Regions from separate parts of the Capra hircus genome. Here region 1 is linked to region 2. A link is a contact called in public Hi-C data. All regions are on one chromosome and are shown on one strand. The core of a region is the stretch at or near the end of the contact, and the rest is flanking DNA. Distances in the headings are between cores, read along the strand shown. Region 1 overlaps VWF (von Willebrand factor). Region 2 has its middle 18 kb from the start of PLEKHG6.

The links. A called contact is a pair of places that touch in the nucleus more often than the background predicts.
Region 1: a Hi-C map of blood shows a contact between it and region 2, with 10 times the contacts expected there. The contact joins two enhancer-like sites. A contact is called at or near these places in 2 of 5 Hi-C or Micro-C datasets (both in blood).

What each region holds. Positions count from the first base shown.
Region 1 is chr5:103,172,709-103,179,228 of ARS1.2, forward strand. VWF (von Willebrand factor) reads left to right here. Exons shown (of 53, transcript XM_018048607.1): 12 at 3,377-3,513; 13 at 3,800-3,938; 14 at 4,912-5,012. Among named protein-coding and RNA genes, the nearest start is that of VWF, 66 kb to the left of the region's middle. Within about 2 kb of position 4,628, at least 4 of the 5 cell types and tissues checked have an H3K27ac peak or open chromatin away from gene starts, as enhancers often do.
Region 2 is chr5:102,988,574-102,995,414 of ARS1.2, forward strand. No RefSeq gene overlaps it. Among named protein-coding and RNA genes, the nearest start is that of PLEKHG6, 18 kb to the left of the region's middle. Within about 2 kb of position 3,263, at least 2 of the 5 cell types and tissues checked have an H3K27ac peak or open chromatin away from gene starts, as enhancers often do.

The DNA of each region.
Region 1 (6,520 bases), core at 3,378-5,877, 190 kb after region 2:
TGACGTTTTCTGTTCCTTATGAGGCAGGTGCAATTTATTCTCATTTTACAAAAGAGGAAACAGGTTCAGAGAGGTCAAGTAACTCACCCAGAGTCACACAGCTGCTATAAGACAGAGACAAACTCACAACTCACAGACTCAGACTCACAACTGCCTGACCTCTATTTCGTACTTGCCATGTGGGTTGACTTCCCCAGTGGCTCAGACAGTATGAATTCGCCTGCAGTGCAGGAGACCTGTGTTCAATCCCTGGATTGGGAAGATCCCCTGCAGAAGGGAATGGCAACCTACTCCAGTATTCTTGCCTGGAGAATTCCATGGACAGAGGAGCCTGGTGGACTATGGTCCATGGGGTCGCAAAGAGTCAGACATGACTGAGTGCCTAACACACACACACACACAGACACGTGTCCAGGATCCCCATGAAATCAAGCTAATTGGAAGTTGCGGGAGACGACCCAAACCTTTATTGCCTACCTGCTGCGTCCAGTGGTGGCCAGTGGCATGTCCGGCTGCCTTTTGCTGACCAAGTGGCTGGGAACGTTTTGGGCATGCTCTTGGCAGAACTTGGTCTTCTCGGGAAGCTGTGGGCAGGGCTTGGGTGAGTGTCACTGTGCAGCCCATCCTTTTGGCTCCTCCTCCAGCCCCCTGGGCTCACGGCTCTCCAGCACGGCTGTGTTCCTGGGTTTCCTGTGAGGCAGCCCTATCTCTCAGTTGTACCAAGGAGATAAGCTAAATACAATATTCAGACTTCTGATTCCCGGAAAACTTAAGGATGCCCATCAGGGAAGGTCAGAGCAGGAAATCAAATCAGAGGAGTAGATTCAGGCCCCAGGGTTTTGCTTTTGAATGTTTGCGGATTCTCTCATTGACCATTCTTTTCCTGGGCATTGTCAGCCATTGTCAGAGATAAGGCAAGTCCAATTTCTTACTCAGATTAGAGTGCTCTTGAGAAAACAGAGAGGCTGGGGGAAGCATTCCCGCCCATTTCCCTGTGACGGGGCCAAGACCTGTGATGCACAGGGCTGTGTCACTTTGTGGAATGATGACAGCATCTGAAAAATCCCTGTCAGAAAGGCTTTTTCGGGATTCCCCTGACGGTCCAGGTTAGGAATCTGCCTTGCAATGCAGGGATGTGTGTTTGATCCCTGGTCGAGGAAGTAAGATCCCACATGCCGCGGAGCAACTAAGGCCACGCGTCACAGCTGAGACTCGATGAAGCCAAATAAACAAGCCTCTTTTTAAAAAAGGCTTTCTCGTGACACCTGTGGATTTGGCATTCCAGCTTGGCTGCAATCAGCCGGGGTGACCCTTGCCCACCCTTGCCCCTAGTCATTGCTCGTTATGCTCTGACTTCCACAGAGTGACCCCTTATTCGTGCCCTTCTTGGGGGACAGTGCAGTGGGAAGTCATGACTTGTTTCTGCTCACAGTTCTGTCACCATGCATTCGTGTTTTCCCCACAACAGCCAATTCTCTGACTTACTGGATGCCACCTGGGTGCCCTACACTTCACTGCGTTTCTGAGCCTGGCTACCTGGGGTTAGTGCAGAACCCAGAGGTGAAGGTCTGCAACCAGGCGTCCCTACTTCTCATACCAGCCATGGGAACTGCTGGAATGGCTCACGGAACTTGGGCAAACACTACACTTACTATTACCAGTTTATTACAAAAAAAAAAATGAAGGATACAAATGCTAGATGAAGAGGTACACAGGGCAAGCTCTGGAAAGGTCCTGAGCCCAGGAGCTTCTTTCCCCGTGGAACGGGGGTCACCACCTCCTGAGTGTAGATAAGCTCACCAATCTGGAAGCCCTCCCAACTCTGTTGTTTATTTTATTTTTAAAAATATTGATTTATTTGGCTGTGCTGGGTCTTAGTTGTGGCGTGCAGGATCTAGTTCCCTGACCAGGAATGGAACCTGGGCCCCCTGCACTGACTGGGAGTGGAGTTTTAGCCACTGGACCGCCAGGGAAGTCTCTGATTAAGGGTTTTAATGGAGGTCTGGGGGCTACTTGCCCTCCCCCTGACTTCCAAGGGCAGGGCCACACCTGGAGACCCCAAGTTGGGGTCCCACCCCATGCCCGCTGTGCCTTTCAGTGCAGATATAGGCATGAGGTGGTAGTCAGGGGCTGATAAGCCTGGTCTTTGACAGGTGGGCAGCTGGCACCCCCCCGCCCTCCGCCTTAGGCCTTTGGGGACTCCTGACTGTGTGACAGGGCCCAGCATCAGCCCCTGGAGATGGAGCTGGCTGTAGGGCCCACTTAGGGGGAACTTGGGGTGCAGAGCAGATCCGTGCCATGGAGGATGAGTCTTTGCTGTTTGCAGGCTGGGGGTGACAGGGCCGGGAAGAAGGGCTCCCACTTTGTGGAACAGCCATGGCTTGTGTCCCTGGTTATTTGTCTGTAGAGGGGAAGGTGGAGAGGGGACGCGGAGAGGGGCGCTGGGAAGGACTCCAGATACTGCTTGGGCTTCAGTGGGGCCATTGTGGGCCCCAAGATGGGGATGCCCTGAGTGGGGTGGGGCCAGCAGGCATCACTGGAGATGATGGCAGAGACCCCTTGCCCCCCACAGATGGTCTGTGGTCCAGGGTGTGTTGGGCCTGCACCATGGGCTGATTCGGGGCCTGGGAGGACAGAATAGCGGTTGGATCTGGGGCAAGTCGAGGGCTGGGGCTGCAGGGTGATGCTGGGGAGTCCTCGCTGCCAACCCCAGCTGTGTCAGCCTGCCTGGGGAGCTGGCTTGGGCGGTGGTGAGATAGTGGGCAGATGGTGTCCTGGGCCCCCACTGGCCCCGCCGAAGTCCCAGCAGGGATTTGCCCATGAAGAAGCCTGAGAACTGCCCCTCGGCTGGGCAGGGGGTGAGGACAGCATCCCGGCCCCTGGACTGCTGGCCCCATCACTGTTCTGGGCTGGCTTTCTGCCTTCTCGCCCTCAGGGACTCTCCTGGTTGGGGGGAGCCCCCATAATAACAGTGCAGAGAAAGGCTTCTGACCCCAGCAGAGCAGAACCCAGGGAGGCAGTGGGGAGGGCTGGGAGCCAGAGTGAGCCCAGAGCCCAGAGCTGGAGCTCACCCTGGCTTCTGACCCAGCGTCACCACCCAGCGTCACCACCCCCCGCAGCCCAGCCCCCTGGGTGTGACTTCACACCCTGAGGCTCAGGACTGACCCACTGGGCCTTGACCTCCCATGGCCAGAGGAGTGGGGCCTGAGTAGAGTCCTCCTGTGGGGCCCCTCTCTAGACCGTGGTGGGGAGAAACCCAGGAAGTGCCCCCCACTGGGACACCCCCAGGGGACCCACTGGGACACCCCTCTCCCCTCCCCCTGTCCCGCAGGGAACCCACTGGGATACCTACTCCCCCCTCCCCCTGTCCCCCCAGGAGAGTGTCTCATCACAGGACAATCCCACTTCAAGAGCTTTGACGACAGGCACTTCACCTTCAGCGGGGTCTGCCAGTACCTGCTGGCCCAGGACTGCCAGGACCACTCCTTCTCCGTCGTCATAGAGACTGTTCAGGTGAGCCCGCCAGGCAGCCCTGGGGTGCCCACGGGGATGAGGGCCAAGGTGACTCCATGTGTACTTCTTTCTTCTGGACCACCCAGCAAAGAGGAGGACAGACAGGGCGCCCAGGGCTCCTTGAGGATCCGGGTCCCTGATTCCCTTTGGGCCTAGAGTCTTGAGGAGAGAGTGGTTCCGAGTGAGCGAAGCTGAGGCTGCCTGGTTGGGGTCTTTCCCTGAGTGCATGGGCTGGGGGCTGGGCTGGGGGTGGTGGTGACACCCCTCTGCACGCCCCTCCTGGCAGTGTGCCGACGACCCTGATGCGGTCTGCACCCGCTCCGTCACCGTCCGCCTGCCCAGCCCGCACCACGGCCTCCTGAAGCTGAAGCACGGGGGTGGAGTTGCCCTGGATGGCCAGGACGTCCAGATTCCCCTCCTGCAAGGTGGGCGCCCTCCTCCCCTGGAGGCCCCCACCCAGCTCGCCCTCAGCACCCCCACCCCTCACTGCCGCCTCTTCTGTGAGACTGTGAGGGAGTGCTATTGTTGGAGGACAGGCTGGTGTCTGAATTTATGCTGCAAGAAAGGAAGGCTTCCTGGAGGAGGATGAGCTGAATGATGGTGGGGTGGCTGGTGATGGGTCAGACCCCAAGACATCATGGGGCAAAGCCAGGTGACCCTGTGACCTCTGGGGAAAGCTCCCTGCTCAGTCAGTGACTTTGCCAGGCGGCAATGCACCATTACCCACAGCATGATTCCAACCTTCACTCTCAAAGGGGCTCCCGTACCCTGCCCCTCTTCCTTATGACCACTGGCCACCTCACGGCTCAGCATCCCCCTGTTGCACAGAGTGGGTGAACTTGGGCCAGTGGGTCCACAGCTTGTCTGTGTGTGCTTAATGCTGTGTGTCTCCCATGAGATCCTATGTTCTCTAGGATAAGAGGTGTGCCTCTTACGTCGTCTCTAGAGAAAACCTCAGGTTTAGCTTTGCTCACAGCATTGCTCAGCGGTGAGAACTGGGTTACTCAGCCTGGAAGCATGTGCCACAGCCCAGGGAATGATAAAGGGGTTAGAAGAGGTTCAGTGAAAAACCCGTCCCGGCTCAGGGCATGTGTATAAGCTGAGGATGCAGGAGCCTCTACTGCCCCCTCGTGGCAGTGTGGGAAATGGCAGGCTACTGGAGCGACGCAGAGGCACCTCCTTCTACGTGGAGCCCAGTTTGCGCTGCACCCACCCTGATCCACCTTTCCTCTGAGACCCTCTGTAAGCCTCATGGCCACCACCAGCTGCCCTCTAATTGACTGCTTTCATTGCCACAGTGCTCTGTGACAAAGCCCACCTCTCTCTACAGCCCATCTGCCTGCTGCCCTCTGCCCTGGCCATACCCCAAGCCTGAATCCCGACCTTGCTTGGTTCCAGGTGACCTCCGGATCCAGCACACTGTGACGGCCTCCCTGCACCTCAGCTTCGGGGAGGACCTGCAGATAGACTGGGACGGCCGCGGGAGGCTGCTGCTGAAGGTAGGCGCCCTCCTGGCAGCCGGACCGCGCACAAAGCCCCTGTTGTGCTCTGATGGGAGAGCTCGAGGGCTGGAGGGGAATTCCTTTCTCTCCCTACTCGCCCTGAGCCCCCAGAGTGAGGAACAGACCTCTCTTGTGTGTGAGAGGCTGGTGATTGCTGTCTGGATGCCCCTTGTTCACCCCAGGAGTTCCTGGGTGCTGGGCTCTGGTCCTCTGAGGGTTTTCAGCCTGGGTGGGCTCCCTGCAGGGCTGCGTTGGGGGCGGTGGTGGGCAGCTGGTTTACTGCTAAGGCTCCTAACTGCAACAAGGGTTGTGATCAGAGGGTGTTCCCTGGGGTGCCTGCTGTGGGACTCACAGCGAAGACCTGGGTCATGTACCCACTACCTGTGAAGGATTGTTCTGGAAGCTGCCAGATCCAAACCCTCTCACCCCCATCCAGAGGCTTGGCAGCCTGGGGGTCACTTCCAACTGCTCTCTGTGTTCTTAGAGTCACTCTTGGATAGGGATCTGTATATTTCACAGGGCTGACTTCCAGATCCGTTTTTTCCTGGGGAAATTTCCCCAGAAGGTACTGTCACTGCTTTTTCATAAACAAAGCAAGCAAGACTTACGGGAGCCAGGAGATGTGCCCAGGACTGCAACCCCAATCAGCTGCCTGGGCAGGGTCTCCACCACTAGACCTGTGCTTCTCACTTGGACGTCTTAGATGCCTTTGCACTCTTAAATTTTACCGAAGGTGCTGAGATCTGCTAAGGGGTTGTATCTATTGATGTATTCTATTGCTTCCCTCGTGGCTCACAAAGTAAAGAACCGGCCTGCCAGGTGAGAGACCTGGGTTCGATCCCTGGTTAGGGAAGATCCCCTGGAGAAGGAAATGACAACCCACTCCAGTATTCTTGCCTGGGAAATCCCATGGATAGAGGAGCCCATGGATAGAACTGCAGTCCATGGGGTCGCAGAGTCAGACACGACTGAACAATGAACACTTTCACTTATCTAGTGATATTTACCAGATTAGAAATTAAATCAGAGACCCTTGTTAGTTCGTTAAAAAATACCAATAGTGAAGTCGCTACATATTAATGTAAAGATGAAAAAATCTGTTTTCCAAAACAAAGTTAAGGAGTGAGAATACCAATGTTTTATGTGTCTGCAAATTTCTTTACTGGCTGTCTTGACAGAAGACAGTTGGAATCCTGTTGACCTCTGCAGTGCTATGTGTCACGTAGGCCCTGAAAACCTCCACTGCACTCACAGAGAACGAGAGGGAAAAAGTCGTGGGAAAATAGTTTTGGCCACATAGACCTCTTAAAAGGGCCTCCAGGACCACCCCATCCCACAGGTCCCAAGACCACACTTCGAGAACCCTTGTCCTGGATATATTAAAATCCCTGGAGGATCCCCCTTTTCATCTGGGGTCCCAGTGTTCCCCAGGCCTCTGTATGATCCTGTGATGGGCATCTGGGGTGTCCCTGAGGACATCCTGGTGCCCTCCATCCTTGTGATGT
Region 2 (6,841 bases), core at 2,013-4,512:
AATTTCTTTTTCAGAGAAATCAAATATTGGGACATAGTAAAACTTTGATGAGGCAACTGTGCCAGAGTTTTAGCTTTAAGAAATCCTGATATTTTATGCCAATGTTCAGTTCAATTCAGTTCAGCCGCTCAGTCATGTCCAACTCTTTGCGACCCCACGAATCGCAGCATGCCAGGCCTCCCTGTCCATCACCAACTCTCAGAGTTTACTCAAACTTATGTCCATCAAGTCATCCAACTATGTCATCCTCTGCTGTCCCCTTCTCCTCCTGCCTTCAGTCTTTCCCAGCATCAGGGTCTTTGCAAATGAGTCAGCTCTTCGCATCAGGTGGCCAAAGTATTAGAGTTTCAACTTCAACATCAGTCCTTCCAATGAACATTCAGGACTGATTTCCTTTAGGATGGACTGGTTGGATCTCCTTGCAGTCCAAGAGACTCTCAAGAGTCTTCTCCAACACCACAGTTCAAAAGCATCAATTCTGCAGCACTCAGTTTTCTTTATATGCAATTGGAGAAATGCTCTTTATTGGTATTCTTATTTATTGTCATCCCACATTTCATGTTTTTTTTTTTTTTTTGGTTGTGAGGCATGTGGGATCTTAGCTCTCTGACCAGGGATCAAACCCATGCCCCCTTACATTGTAAAGCAAAGTATTAATCACTGGACCACCAGGGAAGACCCCACATTTCAAAAATTCATATAGTGAAAAGGAAGAAGTAAAACTTTTTATTTTCAGATGATATGGTCTTATTTATTAAAAAAAAAAATACCCTGAAGAATTGATTAAAAAAAACCCAAACGAAAAACAAAAACCCAATCCTGATTAGAGATAAGTAAGTTCAGCAAACCTGAGGGATGAAAGATCAATATAAACTTCAGTTTCATTTCTATTTGCCAGCAATGAGCAATCTGAAATTAAGAAAGCAATTCCATTTATAATAGCATCAAAAAGAATGAAACACTTGGGAATAATTTAACCAAATAAGTGCAAGTCTTATACACTCTGAAACATTGAAAGAAATTAAGGACTTTTAGACAAATCTAAGAACATCCTTGTTCATTGTTTAGAATATATAACATTGTTAAGATGGCAATGCTCACCAAATCAATCTACAGATTCAACGAAATCTCTGTTAATACCGCTTTTCTTTTCTTTTCTTTTTTCAGAAATAGACAGGCTAATCCTAAATTGCATACAAAATTGCAAGGAACCAGGAATAACCAGTAAAATCTTGAAAACAGAAGGACAAGGTTGAAGGACTCACACTTGCCCATTTTAAAACTTGTGACAAAGCTACAGTAATCAAGACAGTGTGAAATTAGCATAAGGACAGACATAGATGAATGGGACAGAATTGAGAGTCCGGAAACAAACTCATACATTTATGATCAATAAAGGTGCCAAGACGATTAAATGGGGGAAAGATTAGCTTTTTCAACAAAAAATGCTGGTAAAACTAGATATCCACATGCGAAAGAATGCATTTGAACCCTTCCTTCATACCAGAAACAAAACTTGACTCAAGGGACTTCCCTGGTGGCCCAGCGATTAAGACTTCACCTTCCAGCGCAGGGGAGCAGCTTCCATCCCCTGCTGGGGAGCTAAGAGCCCACACATCTTGAGGCCAGAAAACCAAAACACAAAAAAGAAACAGTATTGTATATAATAGATTCAATAAAGACTTTAAAATGGTCTACATTACAAAAAAATCTTTAAAAAAAAGAACTGAACTCAAAAGAGATCAAAGACCTAAATGTAAGAGCTAAAACTAGAAAACTTTAGAAGAAAACATATGAAAGTTTGTGCGACCTTTGATTAGGCAATGGATTCTTAGAAACGAGAACAAAAACACAAGCAATCAAGGAGGAAAATATACAAATCAGTTGGACCTCATCAAAAATAAAACTTTTGCAGTCAAAGAACACAAACAAGAACATGAAAATACAGTTCACAGAATGGGAGAAAATATTTGCAAATCATATATAAGATAGGGAGCTAGTGTCCAGACTATGAAAAGAACTCTTACAACTCAATATTAAAAAGATCACCTTGTTAAAAAATTGGGCAAAGGGTATGAATAGGTATTTCTCCAAAGAAGGTAAACAAATGGCCAAAAATCACATGGAAAGATGTTTTTAACATTATTAGTTACTGGGGAAATGTAAATCAAAATGATAATGAGATGCTACTTCACATCCACTAGGATAGTTATAATAATTATAATATAATTATAATTTATAATATATAATTATAATACAACAGCATCGACAAGTGTTGGTGAGAATGTAGAGAAAGTAGAATCCTCATACATCGCTCCTGGGAGTGTAAAATATTTCAGCTGCTGTGGGAAGCAGTTTGGCAGTTCCTCAAAAGGTAAAATACAGAATTACCATCTGACTCAGCAATTTCATTCACGTACACTTGAGAAAATTGAAAATATTCATTCACACACATGCTCGTGCATGAATGTTCACAGCAGGATTATTCAAAATAGCCCCAAAGCAGAAACAATCCAATGTCCATCTACCGATGAATAAATAAGCAAAATGGGGTCTATCCATACAGCAGAATATTATTCAGCTGTAAAGAGGAGTCAGGTACTATTACGTGCCACAACATGGATGAACTTTGAGAATATGGTGCTGAGTGAAGGAAATCAGAGAGAAAAGACCACCTAGTGTAAGAAGCCATTTATATGGAAATATCCAGAACAGGCAAAGCCATAGACGACAGGAAGTAGATTAGCAGTTGCCAGTGGTTGGGGGAAGAAGAGAATTTAAGACTAACAGCTAATAGGTATGGGGTTTCTTTTTAGGGTGATAGGAATGTTCTGGAAATTAGATAGCACTGATGGTTGTACAACAGAGTGAATATACTAAAAATATACACTTTAAAATGGTGAATTTGGGGACTTACCTGGTGGTCCAGGGGTTAGGAGTCCACACTTCTATTGCAGGAAGCAAGAGTTTGATCCCTGGTCAGGGAACTAAGACCCTGTATGCCATGCGGTGTGGCCAAAAAAAAAAACACCTAAATTAAAAAAAAGTGAATTTTATGCTATGTGAATTGTATCTCAGTAAAAATGCTAAAACAAAACAGAACTGATGTGAACTCCTCTGCCCTCCAGCATCTATGTACTTTCCCAGGGCTTGGCAGAAGGAAGCAGGTTCCTGTACTTCTATTTCTATGACCATGTTGAAAAGAATGTAGCCTTCGTGACTGCAGTTTGACTCACGATGAAAATGTTTTCTATTTCCTCCAACACTGAATTAGGTTCAGGACACATGTTGAGGACTGTCAATGGTTCTCTGAATTCAGCAGTGTTCAAACCAACATTCATGTAATGATAACAATAACTCACCTTTATTGAGTACTTCCTTAATTTTTTAACTGCTGGGTGTTGACCTCTGTGGCAGCATGCGGGGTCTTCAGTTGTGACATGCGAACTCTTAGTGGCAGCATGTGGGATCTAGTTCCTTAAATAGGGATTGAACCCAGGCCCCCTGCACTGGGAGCCCGGAGTCTTAGCCACTGCACCACCAGGGAAGTCCCCATTGAGTGTTTTCGATATGCCAGGCATTGCTTTCTGTGTAGTTCTTCGCTAATCTTAACCACCTCTATAGGAAACAGGCATTATTATTACTGTTAACAGCATCATTCCCACTTTTCAGAGGGAGAAACTGAAACAGGGTCGGAAAATCTCCTTTGTTAGAATTCCAAGGTATCTTTTTCATTTACCAAATAACCTCTAATAAAACATTTTCCTCTGGCAGTAGAACATTTTAGAGAGAAGCAGAACAAAAATTCGGTGACTGCTTTGCCATCATCTATGTTTTCCCCTTTCTAAAAGCTATTGCATAGTCTGGATATGAAACTTTTCACCTGGAGACTTGAATGTTGGCATCTGCACCTAACGGCGATTGCTCATGAACTCGGCGTGCCATTGTTCTAGGACATCCTGCAGTGGCATTTCATCAAACTGCTTTCTTGCCAAGTGTTTATATCACTAGCTCCACAGCTGGTTCGTCTGTATTTTCTGTTGTGTCTTTTCTGTTCTGTTGCTCTGAAGAGTGAGGGCAACTAGAAGTGATATGCCTATTTGGGGGCCTTTTTGGGGGCCTTTTGGGGGGCCTATTTGGGGGCCTTTTTCCATCTCTACCAAGAAATTAGATTTTTATCCTGGGAAATGCTATATTGGGCTTATTCTGGAAAAAAAAAATCAGTAGGCTTTAACCTGTGACCAGTACGCAGGTTTTGATGACTTTGAGCCTTGATTTGACATTTTAGAGTTGATAATGCACTGGGGACGGGGTGAATCGTCAACAAAACCCAGCTTCTGGGACTTCCTCGGTGGTCCAGTGGTTAAGACTCCATGCTTCCATTCCAGGCTTCCACTGGTTTGGTTCCTGGTCAGGGAACCAAGATCCCACATGCCACATAGTGTGGCCAAAAAAAAAGACTCCCAAACCCTCCAGTTTCCAGCTAATGTTTATGGTATTTCCTATTTGCAGTTTCTCTTTTTCTTATTGTGTGAAATAATCACTCATATTTTCCTTCATCGCAGCCCCTTTGGACATATTATACCCCACTGAATGCTGCTCACACTTTATGGATGGCATTGTTCTGAGTTGTCAGATCCCTATTACTACCCTCATCGCCGCTTTTATGAGTCAAGGAAGCACTTTTGAGGCATTGATGATATTTTTCTAATTTGGGGCTATAACAGCAGGGCAGTAGAGACGTATAAGGCACATTCTACAAGGTAAACAAAACTGTGCATAGGAAAGAAAAATGATTTGCCAGTGTCAACTACTCCCATTGACGAAATATTTAAGAACATGAAATATTTAAGATTGTAATAACTATTAACATAATGAGACGCAGTGATAGCTGTAATCAATGCCACATTTCAAATTCGTGAAAAGTGGCGAACTAGGGTGCTTATTCGGAGAAGGCAATGGCACCCACTCCATAGGAGTCGGACACGACTGAGCGACTTCACTTTGACTTTTCACTTTTATGCACTGGAGAAGGAAATGGCAACCCACTCCAGCGTTCTTGCCTGGAGAATCCCAGGGACGGGGGAGCCTGGTGGGCTGCTGTCTATGGGGTCGCACAGAGTCGGACCGACTGAAGCGACTTAGCAGCAGCAGCAGCAGCAGGGTGCTTATTGGGCTTCCCAGGTGGTGCTAGCGGTAAAGAACCCGCCTGCCAATTCAGCAGACTTGAGACACAGGTTCAGTCCCTGGGTTGGGGAGATCCCCTGGAGGAGGGCACAGCAACCCACTCCAGTATCCTTGCCTGGAGAATCCCATGGACAGAGGAGCCTGGAGGACTGCAGTCCATGGGGTCGCAAAGAGTCGGAGACGACAGAAGCGACTTAGCACGCACGCAGGGTGCTGATTACCCCTTCCCCTAAAACTACCCTCAGTCTACCTGTGGGCTCAGTGATACAATTTGCCTTGGAAACATTTCAAAGGGACAAGATATTTTAAATTCCTCAGAGATAGGCTGTGGGGAAGATGACAGAACAAAGTAGACAAAGGCCATCCGAGGTGCTGAGAGAGCCTGGTAGCCTGGACTCGGAATCTTGAAATTCTCCCCCTTGGCCTGGGAATCCTACGCAACCGTTCTATGTCACCACCAGAGGGCGCTGTAAAACTAGAGATGGCAGCCTTGAACCCGCTGAGTCGCTTTAGTCATTCCCAGGCGTTATTGATCTTTTTAAACTTTCTTTCTTTCTTTCTTTTTTTTTTTTTAAGACAAAATCTTTCATGAAACGGTTAGATGTTCTTTCATTTTGTTCTTTTCTTTCACAGTTCATCCCACAGCCAGCTTAAATCCCTTGACTATCCAAAGATGAGTTATGGCTGTACTGGGTCGCCGTTACTGCAAGGGCGTTTCTCTAGTTGCAGCAAGCGGGGACTAATCTAGCTGCAGTGGCTTCTCTTGCTGCGGAGCACCGGCTCTAGAGCACAGGTTCAGCAGTTGCGGTGCACGGCTCAGTTGCTCTGTGGCGTGTGGGATCCTCTGGGATCAGGGATCAAACCCCTGTCCCTTGCATTGGCAGGTGGATTCTTTAGCACTGAGCCACCGGGGAAGCCCCTGCCCCAGGCACTCTTGACAGCCAACTTCTAGCCTTGTTTTTCTCCCTTATCCTTAGGGCTCTTAACCTGGTGACTCTGGTCAGTCCTCAAATTATCAGTGACCATCCAATATTTATGTGTAAAAGATGTGTGCCTGTGTTTAGCTTCATTATTGTATCTAGAGGGAAGGTTTTTTTTTTTTAAAGCTGTTCTAGGTATTAGTTGCCACTCTTGGGATCTAGTGCCCCGACTAGATGGAACCCAGGTCCCACTGTATTGGCTCAGAGAGTCTTATTACTCACTGGACCATCAGGGAGGTACCTAGAGGTAGGTTTTATAGGTTTTAATCAAACTCTCAAAGGGATTTGTGACCTTCCCATCCTCCCAAAGCAATAGCATTTCCTTGAGAGTATAGAATGCAATGATGTTAGGTACTGTTGACATCTATCAGTAGTAAGCACTTGTTATATGTAACGTAACCGAGGCTAAGTACATGTTCAGTCGTGTCTGGCTCTCTGTGGTCCCATGAACTGTAGCCTAATAGGCTTCTCTGTTCATGGGGTATTCCAGACAAGAATACTGGAGCAGGTTGCCATATCCTCCTTCAGGGGATCTTCCCAACCCAGGGATTGAACCTGCATCTTCTACATTGCAGGTGGATTCTTTACCCCTCAGCCATTGGGGAAACCCAACATAACATAACAATCTCTAAAATTTCCTTGCAAAATATCCCCATTTTTCAGAAAACCAGAAA